Regions from separate parts of the Cyprinus carpio genome. Here region 1 is linked to region 2. The links are chromatin contacts, called in public Hi-C maps. All regions are on one chromosome and are shown on one strand. The core of a region is the stretch at or near the end of the contact, and the rest is flanking DNA. Distances in the headings are between cores, read along the strand shown.

Region 1 (5,567 bases), core at 1,286-3,785, 150 kb before region 2:
ATCAGGTAATATAATTAAAGTCACACTAAATGCACATTTACTTCTGTCACATATTTTCTCCTATTACTATTATTATTATATTTTATTTTATAGTTTTTTTTTTTAAACATCAAATTCTTTCCACATAAGCCTGTTTGGAAATCACCAATCTCCAAGTACTAATTGATTATAATATATTAAATGTAGAAATTCACCCAAAAATGACCCATTTGAAACCAGTATGAGCAAAAAATACATAAATAAAAAAATAAAAAATGACATTTTTTAAAGTATCTTCTACAAAAGAAGTAATCATAAAACATCGAAACAACAAGAGAGTGAGTTATTTTTTTATATTTAAATTAATCGTCTCTTTAAAATGGATTTACAAAGTATGTCATATTAGCATAGCATATCACATTTTTCTTTATTGTATTTAGTTAACAGTCAAATACAGTGCTTAACAGTTTATAGAATCTGAGAAAGAACTACTAATTATACATATCATATATAAGCATACATTGTGTCTGTTCTTTGACTATATGTTGCACTGAAAAACAACCTCATCATGTCATATGTTTAAGAATGGTGTGTGAAAACATCCCAAATTTTTAATAATGTTTAACATTTGAACATATTCAAAATTGTTTTGCACATTTTACAACTATTACATACAATGAAACCCAAATGTTTTTGTCAGCCAAACTCTGTTCTCCTGACTTCTCCCGAGATTAATATCCTCTGAGATTAATTGATGTTAATATTTCAATAATTTAACAACACATTATAATGTTCACAGCTCTCTGATGTGGGTTAATAGTAACATGTCATGCAGGTTAACAAATAACATGTTATCTTTTTAGTAACTATTTTATTTTTACTGTTTAAAAGTATACTCAAAAATTACATTGTAAATCACATAAATATTAGTTACATTCATTAAATGTTACTATGACAAGTACAGAAATTATTGCTTTATGAATATAACTCAAATTAAAAAGACAAGGAAAGTTGAGTGAAAGTATGCATGAAGCAACGCAAAAGTAAGTGTCTTATAACATTATAACTTTAAAGGCGATTTTCTCATTGATTTATTTCCACCCTCAGATTCCAGATTTTCAAATAGGTTTATCTCGGCCAAATCTTGGCCAATCCTAACAAAGCATATATCAATGGAAAGCTTATTTATTCATGATGTATAAATCTCAATTTCGATCAATTCACCCTTATGACTGGTTTTGTGGTCCAGGGTCACGTATATGATTTACTTGATGCATGTAAATGGTTGTATATATGAGTCGCGTCAATTTAAAAAGAAAAAATAGAGTCATTGTGAAAACCACTGCCTTATTCCTACATGACAGAAAGGCCGGCAGAAGTTCTGGAGTTTGAGCTCCAATGTCATTGTTGTAAATTGAGCGCCCCCTAGTGGTAGGTTAAATCAAATATTTTACTTGAACACTTGGGAAATGGAACATATTTGTCTGTCGTATGCATTGTAAATGATCAATTCATTGTCAGACATATCATAATCACGATAGCCTATATGATTTTGGTTTAATTGCAACGGCTCTTATTTATTGTAGTATATATTTAATACTTATAATATCACATAATTTGTCTATAAATGAATCTCGATTCACCCATAAATAGATACTGTAAACACAAGACCACAACTATTGATTCTATTCTATTCTATTCTATTCTATTCTATTCTATTCTATTCTATTCTATTCTATTCTATTCTATTTATTCAACTCTCCTTCATAAGCCATTATTTGGAAAACCCGATGGGATGTGTTTTTCTGGGTTGCTGAAGAGTTTAAGATGGCCATTAGGGATTTGGCACCCTGTCTATTATTCCGTTGACTGTGGGTCATTATTGCCCGACAACAGCAGAAAGAGAGATCTTGGCGTGTTTCAGTGGAGTATGCCCGTCCCGTAGGTGAAAAGAACAACAGTGAAGGGGGTAAAGGGGAAGGGTCGCGCGCTGTGGAGGAAGGGGTGGGAAACTAAGAGACAATAGTAGTTCTCCTACTGTGAAAACACTAAAAACTAAGATTTCTTTGCTATTGTTGCCCTCTACCATCCTCCAACCTTTACCATCCTCTGTCTTTGTCGGAGTACAAAAAACAACAATAATAATAATAATAACAAATTATGAAAACATCGCACCTGGCATTCAGTAGTACAAATAATAATAATAATAATAATAATAATAATAATAATAATAATAATAATAATAATAATAATAAAATAAAAAATTCAGCATCCCAGTTCATTTAATGCCATAATCTATATGCACTATATCAGGTGTAAAAACAGAATTAAACGGGACAATGAAATCCACAGCTGCATCCTTTTCGTGGTAAAATCACTTTTCACTTTGGTGTTAAAAGTCGCTAAAGTGAGAGCCACTTTCATTTTTCAGAGTCAGTTCCGTAAAACTATTACTGGGAGTGAATAACTTTTGAACAAACTTCTGAACTCTTGCTTCATCTCAGTGCACCAGCACTATGCGTGGAACGTGGGATTCTTGGTATTTAATAGGCCAACCCCGAGACTGTGGGAAACTGCGCAGCAAAAAGCACCCATGCATTGTCATGGTAATTTCAGTTGGTGGAGGTTTGAGGGGGAGCGTGAGTACATGTTAAACGAGGTTAAGTGAGCCTGTTTAGTTTCTAGATTTATCAAGACTATACGCCACCGCAAACTCTAGTTTCGTAAATAGTCGTGGCAAAGCGAAAGGTTTCTATACCCAGATCTGCAGAAAAATGACGGCTTCTAATATCGACAATGGTTCGGAGAAGAATTTCAACGCAAAAGATGAGCGAAAGGTAGTGACATTATAGTTATTTTGTGTTGTTTTCATGTATGCAACTATGGCAAAAATATTAATGTACTTGTTCAATGCGGGATACATGTAGAAAGCGATACAAATATAAGAACGTAGGATGAAATGGAGCAGATTTTAGTGAAACGTACAGAGCAGCTTTAAAACCTCTATGAACTTGTTCCGGACTGCTATTTGTGTGAGTATCTTTTATTGACAACATCTAAAAAATAATAATAATAAATAAAGCGGCTCTGTTTAATATAACAAATAACTGTTTTGCTAATCTCACTATTGTTTCCACAGTATATATAGTAGGCTATCTTAGTTTTAGATTTTTATAAGTACCTTATGAGTGAAAATAAATTTTAATTAGTATGTTTTTTTTCCTAATTCAATGCTCAAATCTCAGGTATAGGCCTAGTTATGTTGAATACTCACATGCAAATAATAATTTGGGATGTCCAATTAATATTTCACACTTCAGACATACACCTTACAGAACTGGCACATGTGTTGTGTGTCTTGTGTTGTCCAATTTGTGCTGAATGAATCACTTGAGGATGTCTAATGAATATTTCATACACCCTAAAACTGTCTTATTTATCATTTTAGCTGCGGAAACCCTTGATAGAGAAGAAACGCAGAGAGAGGATAAACTCAAGCCTTGAGCAGCTAAAGGGTATTATGGTGGATGCCTACAACTTGGATGTAAGTGACCCAGATAAGCAATAAATAATTTATATATATATATATATATATATATATATATATATATATATATATATATATATATATATATATATATATATATATATATACATATAATTTAACTAATAAATTGATTTGAATTATTTTATTATTTTGTATTAAAATAAATAATAATTTAAAAATAATTTTATATTGCATTTTTTTCTTTCACTTTCCACACAGCAATCTAAATTGGAGAAGGCGGATGTTCTTGAGATAACAGTTCAGCACATGGAAAACCTTCAAAGAGGTTCAGGTTAGATTATGCTAAAACCATATCTTACCTTTTTTCACACGTATTTGAGGTTAATATTGTTTCAAAACTACAAAACAAACCCTACTGGTCTTTAAAGGTAATTTCATGATTGTTTACATGAGGTCAAATCACTCCCATGGTTAAATTATATTTTATTTCCAGGCGGTAGCATCAGTCCAGGCACTGGGTTTGAGTCTCGACAAAGATACAGTAGTGGCTATATTCAATGCATGCATGAGGTGCACAACCTGCTCCTGAGTTGCCCTGGGATGGACAAGACTCTGGGTGCTCGTTTGCTAAACCACTTGCTGAAATCTCTTCCACATATCAGCACTGAGGCCGGCGGCACAAGATCTGTTGGCACCCCTGGCCCTCTTCCCCTATCCCCTACCCAATCCCCTCTAAACCTGCCCTCCTTACATCCCCATCCTCTCCACCTGCACACCCCTCCAACTCCTTCCCCACCCTCCAGCCCCACTCACTCTCCCAGAGTCCCACCGAATAGAGAGAGACCAAGCGAACAGTCCTCTCCCCCCAGGTCTCCTTCCCCTCAGACTCCAGCACGATCGGCCCTTCCCCCTTTCTTTCCAGGAGCTGATCCCTCTATGTGGAGACCCTGGTGAATGAATGCAGCCCAGCCCCCCCATTTGCCCTCCCCTTGCTCTTCTTTGGCCTGCCCTCTTCTACCTAATAGTTTCCATCACATTTGCCCTCTTTGGAGGTTGGAGTGCTTTCCACTCAAAGGGGTGCGTCATGTTCAGTTACAAAGTCCCATGGGGTTGTTTGGTATCATTTAAAGCACTGTACTGCATGCTTGGAAGAAAATTATGCTATGTTCATGTTTTGAGGGTATGATCACAGATGACACCAAAGCTGCCCTCGTTGACTGTATATACTAGTATTGCTGTCTTGACCACTTGTAGGGAAAGCTTATATTACCTTTGCCTTGCTTTTTCTCTCTTTTTTTTACTAGCTGGGTTTTAGACATGGTGTGCTGTGGGTTTTAGGGGATTTGTTGAAATTATGCATGTTTCTCTACCTTAAATGCAAAGCACTAATGGTGACTCAGAAAGGGTAGAACTGACAAGATCATTTGTGAAGAATATACTCCATCCTTGTATATTACAAGAAGAGAGGAGTCTGACTAGTACCTCATATTGAAGCAGTTAAAACTGATTTTCTTTATGAAAAATCAGAACTGTATTGACTTTGTATTCTCAAAAATTTGTAATAAAGATGATTTTTCAAAATGAAAATGAGGCTGATTAGTTATTTTTTTAAACTCTTTATTTAATCTGTCATATATACGAACTGGCTCTTTATTCCACTGACAAACAAATATTGGTCGAATTTAGATTTTTTTTTTTGACATTTACAAACAGCATCACAGGCACTTACTTCAAAATTAGTTCACTCAAATTCAACATTATGTACATCCCAATCCTATTGTATTTATTAGTTATGCCAACAATTTGAACCTGAACATTACATTCAATAAACTGTGTTAATACAGAAAATAAGAAAAACTTTTTCAGGTTTGCCAATTTCTTGATGGATAGTTTAGCATGCCAAAGAGAAAAGGGCACAAGATCTACAAATTATCAAAGAATCAAAAGAGGATCCATGGGTCAACACGTGACGTAATACCAAATTTCTCTAAATCTATACCAATGGAGAAACAAACTCATCTACATATAGGATGGCCTGGGGGTTGAGTAAATTTCAACAAATTAGCATTTTTGGGTGAAC
Region 2 (6,200 bases), core at 2,470-4,969:
CCCAGTAATCCCGGAACTGCTTCACTGTCTCATGGCCCTCACAAAACTGCTTTAAATCTTCCCATAGAGTCTGATGCATATAAATATGAACCAAAACCAAGCCTTGAATCTCACTTTTCACGATGTTCAGGTGAGCTGTTAGTGCCTTCTTTGCTAAAGAAGTGTCTGTCCCGTACAGGTCGATATTAAAGCGTAGAGACCCTCCATTAAAGGGAATAGGATAGGGAGGTGTGTGCAAGCTCATGAACAGGGGTTTCTCACTGGAACCATCTACAAACCACGTCAAGTTTCGCCTTGCCAAGATGTGAAGGTTACTCTCCATGAGCTTCAATGGCTGCCAGTCCTGGATGATAGCACCGCCTGGAAGCTGAAGTCTAGAAGACAAGTCTGAATCCAAGAGAAGGGTCTTAAGAGCTTCCAAGTCCTTTACTGGCACTAAACGACTGCTACTGTTAGACTCATCTGACCCAACCAGTTTTTCCTTCAGACCCGAGACAAAGCCATCAAAACCTTCAGAATCCCCCAGCAGGGAGAGAACAGCCTGGTTTATAAAGACACAAAGAGAAAAAAAAAATTATTAATTTGGTAAATAGTGGTATTACTATTACTATTCATAGCTCTCATGTGACGTCACGCCCTTATAGGAAAGCCCACCTGAAGGGCAAAACAAGGCTTTCCTCCACTGACCGCCAGTTTTTTTTTTTCTACAAGTATGCAGTAAATATAACAAAGTAAGATACTGATATTATAGGCCAAATTCAGTATATTGATGATGCATACTTTGTACAGGCAAGTGTATGAACCCTATATAACGTATGCATCATCAATAAGATGTGTACTGAATTAGATCTTTTAATATCCTTATTTTAATACATTTAGACACTTTAAGTGTTTTTCACATTAAACATTTTATAATGTCACGCTCTTTTTAACGATTGAAATATTGCGGTAGGTGCTTTATGTGGATTGCAAATGGCCAAAACTTGCATTTTGTTCACATATCTTAATTTTATTTTTTTGAGAGGTCATCTAAATATTTGTGGATTGGAAGGAAAGATGTGTAAACCCGACAGGCTTGTTCTGCAGTTTTTTGGATGTTTTGCCCTCCAAGTTTTCGACCCGGTCAGGTGACTGAAAACTATGAATTAGTGGTATGGATCAAAAAGTAGTGAGAGGAAGTGAAGAAAAAAGAATAATTCATTTAAAACAACTATCAAAAATAATAAAGAGAGATACAAAATGCAGATTACAAAGTATTTTGATTAGCAAACAATTTTTTTAATGAATAACTTACTTTTGCAGCTGATTTAGAACATATTAAAAGAAAGATATGATAAAGGTATGATGCTACTACACGTTTTCCATTTAACTTTTTAATACTTTGCATTTGTCTGTTAATAAATTAGGTGTCATAAATTATTTATTTAGTCTAGTGATCATTTATAAGTACACTATTATTAATTGTTCATTCATTTTTGTTCATGATACATTAAATAAAGTTAATTTATAGAACTCTCTTTTCCAGTTTTAACTCACCCGTCTGGCCAGAAGCGTGAACTTGCTCAGTTTTTCAGGCCCTGGGTCATCTCCTCTGGTGAGGCGCTTGATCTTCACATTAGGGTAGACCCTCTTTATGTAGCCATCAACAAATCTCTGGATCACTCCAGCCAGACCACAACCCCTTTCGTTTGGACACACTCTCAATCCCTCAACTATAACAGTTTCACCTCCATCAACCAGCAGGCCTGACTCCAAAGCCACCTAAAGGCACACAGAAATAATTATTGCAAAGGTTGAAATAACTGGAAAAAAACTGGTAAAGTACCAGTGTGATTATATGATTGCGATCATTAAATAATATGACAACAAATACCAGTTTACAAAATCAAGCAGCATAACACTGTTTTTCGTACTGGAAGCTGCAGGACTAACTAAAACCATTACCTCATGTTTCAAATCATGAGGAATCGATTTTCCTTAATCTTTGAGATTATAAATATTAATATACTACTTATAAACTCAAGTACTGTTAGTTAACAGTAAGAGTAAAAGTGGTCTGCTTTTCTTAATATTCAATATGCTAATTACAAAAATGTGCTCCTAGTAGCTTAATGGAGCTTTTAGGGCAGCCAGTAGAGCTTCAGTAGGGTGTAACAGTACAATATAATACTAGTGAGATGATAGAATCAAACAATTAGAATGGTGCTGCTGGCCTTGTCTGACCACCCTAGACTGAGTATATGAAGAGCAAAACTGTCCAGTGTTATAAATGTCAGATACTGCATTCAAGTATATGGGTCATGAGTCAATCATTTATGTGCACAACAGAGAACACACGCATAGATGTGGTTCAATTAAGCCACAAGATAAAATGTTGTCTTTCTGAGAACTGCAAGATTGGCATTTCTCGATAGACACATCATGACTTATTTTACCTATTAACCTTTTCTTATCATAACAGTTAGTGATTTGAATAGTCCATTAATTATAAAACCTGTATGTTAAATGTTAATGTAATTTCTTGGACATCCTATTTTGAGTTTATAACAGAATATATGTTAATGATAAAGTGTGTGTCTACTTGCAAAAATCAAAATAGAACTGAAAAATAAATGCAACAATCGTGCAATTTAAAAATGAGAATTAATATTTCCTCACAGCTTTTGGCTGAGGTTAAAACTAAAATCTTTTTCCTTTTGTATCTCTTACCAGCTTCCTATCTCTCCGTGCTATAATAACCACTCTTCCTGGCTCAGTCATCCAGGAGTGATAGCGATGTGGAAGGTAGTCATTGCCACCATATATGTCTTGTGAGATGGCCATCACGTCATCGTAATCCTCTGGTCTGGCCAGACAGAAGGTCAGTCCATCACTTTCACCCACACAGTGTGAAGCCATTGTTACTGTTGTAAAACACAGATATTGTGTGCGTGTGTGTGTGTCTAGTTCCAGTAACAAATAAAAACAGATTAAAACAACATTATATTAAAAATATAAAATACATATTATATTAAAAATTAAAAACCATTTAATTATATTACTGTGGATAACATTAAGCAAAAACTTATTTATATAATTCTAGTCTGGATGACAGTCTACTACTAAGAAGCAGCAATTTGGTCTTGCTTTGATCATGTGGTCTTGTCACATTAACCACTTATTAAAGGACTGTTAAAATGCAATTACGTCCATACATCCTACTCTCAAAAACGCATCATAAGCATGGCTAAAATAAGTTTCCAAGCGACGTTAACCTCAAATATCTTTATAAACTAAAAACGGTGCAGAAGATTTCTTCATTAATGTGCTGTTTTGATAAGAAATGTGTTTCAGTCTGCAGGACTTACCGCGTGGCGTACTTGTATCGACAGTCATGTGATTTTGACGATGTGTTATGTGACAAGTTTCCCCCCTCGGCCGAGCATGGACTTTAAACTCTTGCAGGCTTGTAAAACTGTTTAAAATCATGTCCCAGCCTTTAAACAATCTGGGCATTTCTTTTGTTTAGCTAACAAGTAATGCATGTCATCTTTAACCGTATGTCAGTAATCATCAAAACATAAGAGTGAATTTTTATATAGTGGGCACAAAGATCTTTCATACGTTTCGAGAGCATTAAAAAATAATTTAAGAGATAAACACACTAGCCTTCTCGAGATACGAAATGAAGCCATTTCCTGTGTTTTTCTTTTCAATAACAGTATCGTAGCCCCACCAAGCGGGTATAAGGCGACATTGCAGTTTAGTTTAATAGGTCTCGATTTAAAAAACAAAAAATCTCTAAAAAAAGTTTATGCCCGCAGGTTAAAATGTTGTGGAAACCTACAACTGCAAGCACTAAGAATAAACCAGAACAAGAGCTAGATAACGGAAGTGCATACGGTAAATAGCACTGATCATAAATGCTAAGATAGGTACAACAGATTTACAAAAAGAAAAATGATCATTTGTTTAGTGATTTTTTTTCTTTCTCTCTTTCCAACCAGGATAGTGAAACTATTCAAATAAATTTATACCATGCAATTTTAGTTTTAGCATAACAATAATGAATGAATTGACTTGCAGCATAGCTATAGAAATTGTTCAAAATTATTTTCAACTTGGCCTTGAAAGACTTGACTCATGACAAAAGACTTGAGACTTGCATGTCTGTTAGATTCTCACATGAAAGTTTATTCAGTTTTAGAAACATTTATTTACCTTAAACTAAAGAACAAAACAAAAAAAATATTAATTAATTTCTTTTAAAGTCTGCTTTAAGCTATTTTACATTACACAAATATGACAAGGTTCCTCTCAATCACACTGGAAAGACTGGACTCTAACAACTACTGAAATGTTCTTCTGAATTTTCTGTTGTTTCTGGCCTCAAGGGGCTGCCCTCCACATTTCTTTGTGGTACGGGACTCTGTCCTAACAGGTGGTAAACGTGTCCTTGATCAGTCATGGTACCTTGGGTCCATGGTTTGGGTTGGCCTTGGTAAGACTTCCACAGCCGGCCATAGAAAAGGTCTTTTTTGATCTTGGCATAAAGTTTTGAGGGGTCAAAGCCATTTGCAGAACTTTGAGAAGCTGGTGCATCATCTGATTCTTCAGCAAATGTCTAAAATGAGAGATTTACTGTTTAGAATGGTTTTATTATTGTTATTAAAATATGTTAAAACAGTATATATATATATATATATATATATATTGTAGAAATCATAATGTTGCCACATACAAGGGTCATGAGAATTAGCAGCGCTCAAACTTTAACCACAACCACGCACATTCTTAAGAAAATAACAGGAAACTGATACCTTAAATGCAATCACTGACTATAATAAAGTGCATTTGAGACTGAAAGGAAATGGCCCAGTTAAAAATTCACTATAATGCAGTTCTCACACTTTTACTCTGCAGTACCTTTTACCTTTTCAACTGTAACTGGTGTTGAAGTTTTTGTGAATAGTCACATTTAGCGTTTATAATATATAGCATATAAATGTAACATTTAATTTATTCATCAGATTTTTTTTTTAAAGTGTATCATTTATTTAAACTTCTTTATAGCTGATATGTCTTACCTCAGCCGGTGAGTCTGTCAAGTATGTTCGTATTTTAAAAGACTTCTTCCTGCAAGGTCAAATTTCCCATGATTTTTCTCTTGGATTTTGTAAATACGTTTTAAAGTGTTTAATATATAGGTTTTGCTTTGTTTTGTTCTTAAATATATAAGTATAAAAATATTAGTCTTTTATTGTTTTGTGTAAATATTTGTAAGACGTGACCCCTACCTTCTACAGCTGTTTTTTCTGCATAAATAGAAAAGGATGGTCAGGATAAAAAGGGAGAGAATAGTTCCAATGATCATTGCACCCAAATTTCCAAATAATCCCAGCCTTGGTTCTGGTTCCACATATGTAAAATCTATATAAAATTAAAGAAATAAAAAAATCACACAAAAAAAATCAAGAGTCCCAAAGCAATTGCAAGGTATGTGTAGGACTACATGTGTACACTTTACCTTTCATAATAGACTTGTTGACACTGACATCTTTCTTGCTAATATCAGTACACTGCTCAAGTTTACCCGAAGGAAATGTTATGAACGCACAACAGATTAGCACGCTCTCATTTGATGCTACTTTAATGAGAAGGGATGATGATGGATAAGGAGATTTTTTGCCCTCCATCTTTACTTTAGTCTCATATTCTTTCATTATGTAAATTCCAAAATGTGGGTGATACGTGCCCACTTTCGTGCGATTCGGGCCTCTTAGCATCTCCCAGTTGATTTGTGTCATGTTTTCGTCTCCTGAGAGGACACAGGTAATGGCCTGGCCATCTCCATCTCGACTGTGACTAATAGATACACCACTGTTTGATTTGCCTGTTAAATAACACAAATGAAAACACACAGAGATATTACATGGATCATTGAAACAAAATACTAAAAATACTGCATTATAATTTGTTTAGTGTTGTTACTGATGAAGAAAAGTTATTACCAGTAAATCTTTATGATAATAAACTTGTTATCTACTAAAAACAATAATGCATTACCTTCTTTAAACATCTGAAGCTATTATGGAAGCTTTTGTTTTCAATTTAGCTTCAGAAGTGGTTGCTGCAATTTATATACTGCCCTCAAAAATGCTTTAGAGAGAGCAGCTAATGACGCATGTATGGTGAAACTACCACACAAGCTGTGTTTAGAA

What was found. A called contact is a pair of places that touch in the nucleus more often than the background predicts.
Region 1: a contact with region 2 is called in a Hi-C map of liver, with 6 times the contacts expected there. The contact joins the promoter of her8a here to the promoter of nat16l in region 2. A contact is called at or near these places in 2 of 8 Hi-C or Micro-C datasets (liver and red blood cells).

Annotation. Positions count from the first base shown.
Region 1 is chrB7:15,384,784-15,390,350 of ASM1834038v1, reverse strand. her8a (hairy-related 8a) reads left to right here and starts at 2,535. Exons shown (of 4, transcript XM_042727481.1): 1 at 2,535-2,816; 2 at 3,428-3,523; 3 at 3,746-3,818; 4 at 3,981-5,567. The coding sequence starts at 2,754. The coding sequence ends at 4,441.
Region 2 is chrB7:15,239,243-15,245,442 of ASM1834038v1, reverse strand. It overlaps nat16l (N-acetyltransferase 16, like), which reads right to left and starts at 3,719. Exons shown (of 4, transcript XM_019066945.2): 1 at 3,348-3,719; 2 at 2,710-2,942; 3 at 1,537-1,761; 4 at 1-541. The coding sequence starts at 3,495. It overlaps LOC109049472, which reads right to left. Exons shown (of 5, transcript XM_042727472.1): 2 at 5,507-5,872; 3 at 5,277-5,409; 4 at 5,067-5,115; 5 at 4,149-4,603. The coding sequence ends at 4,322.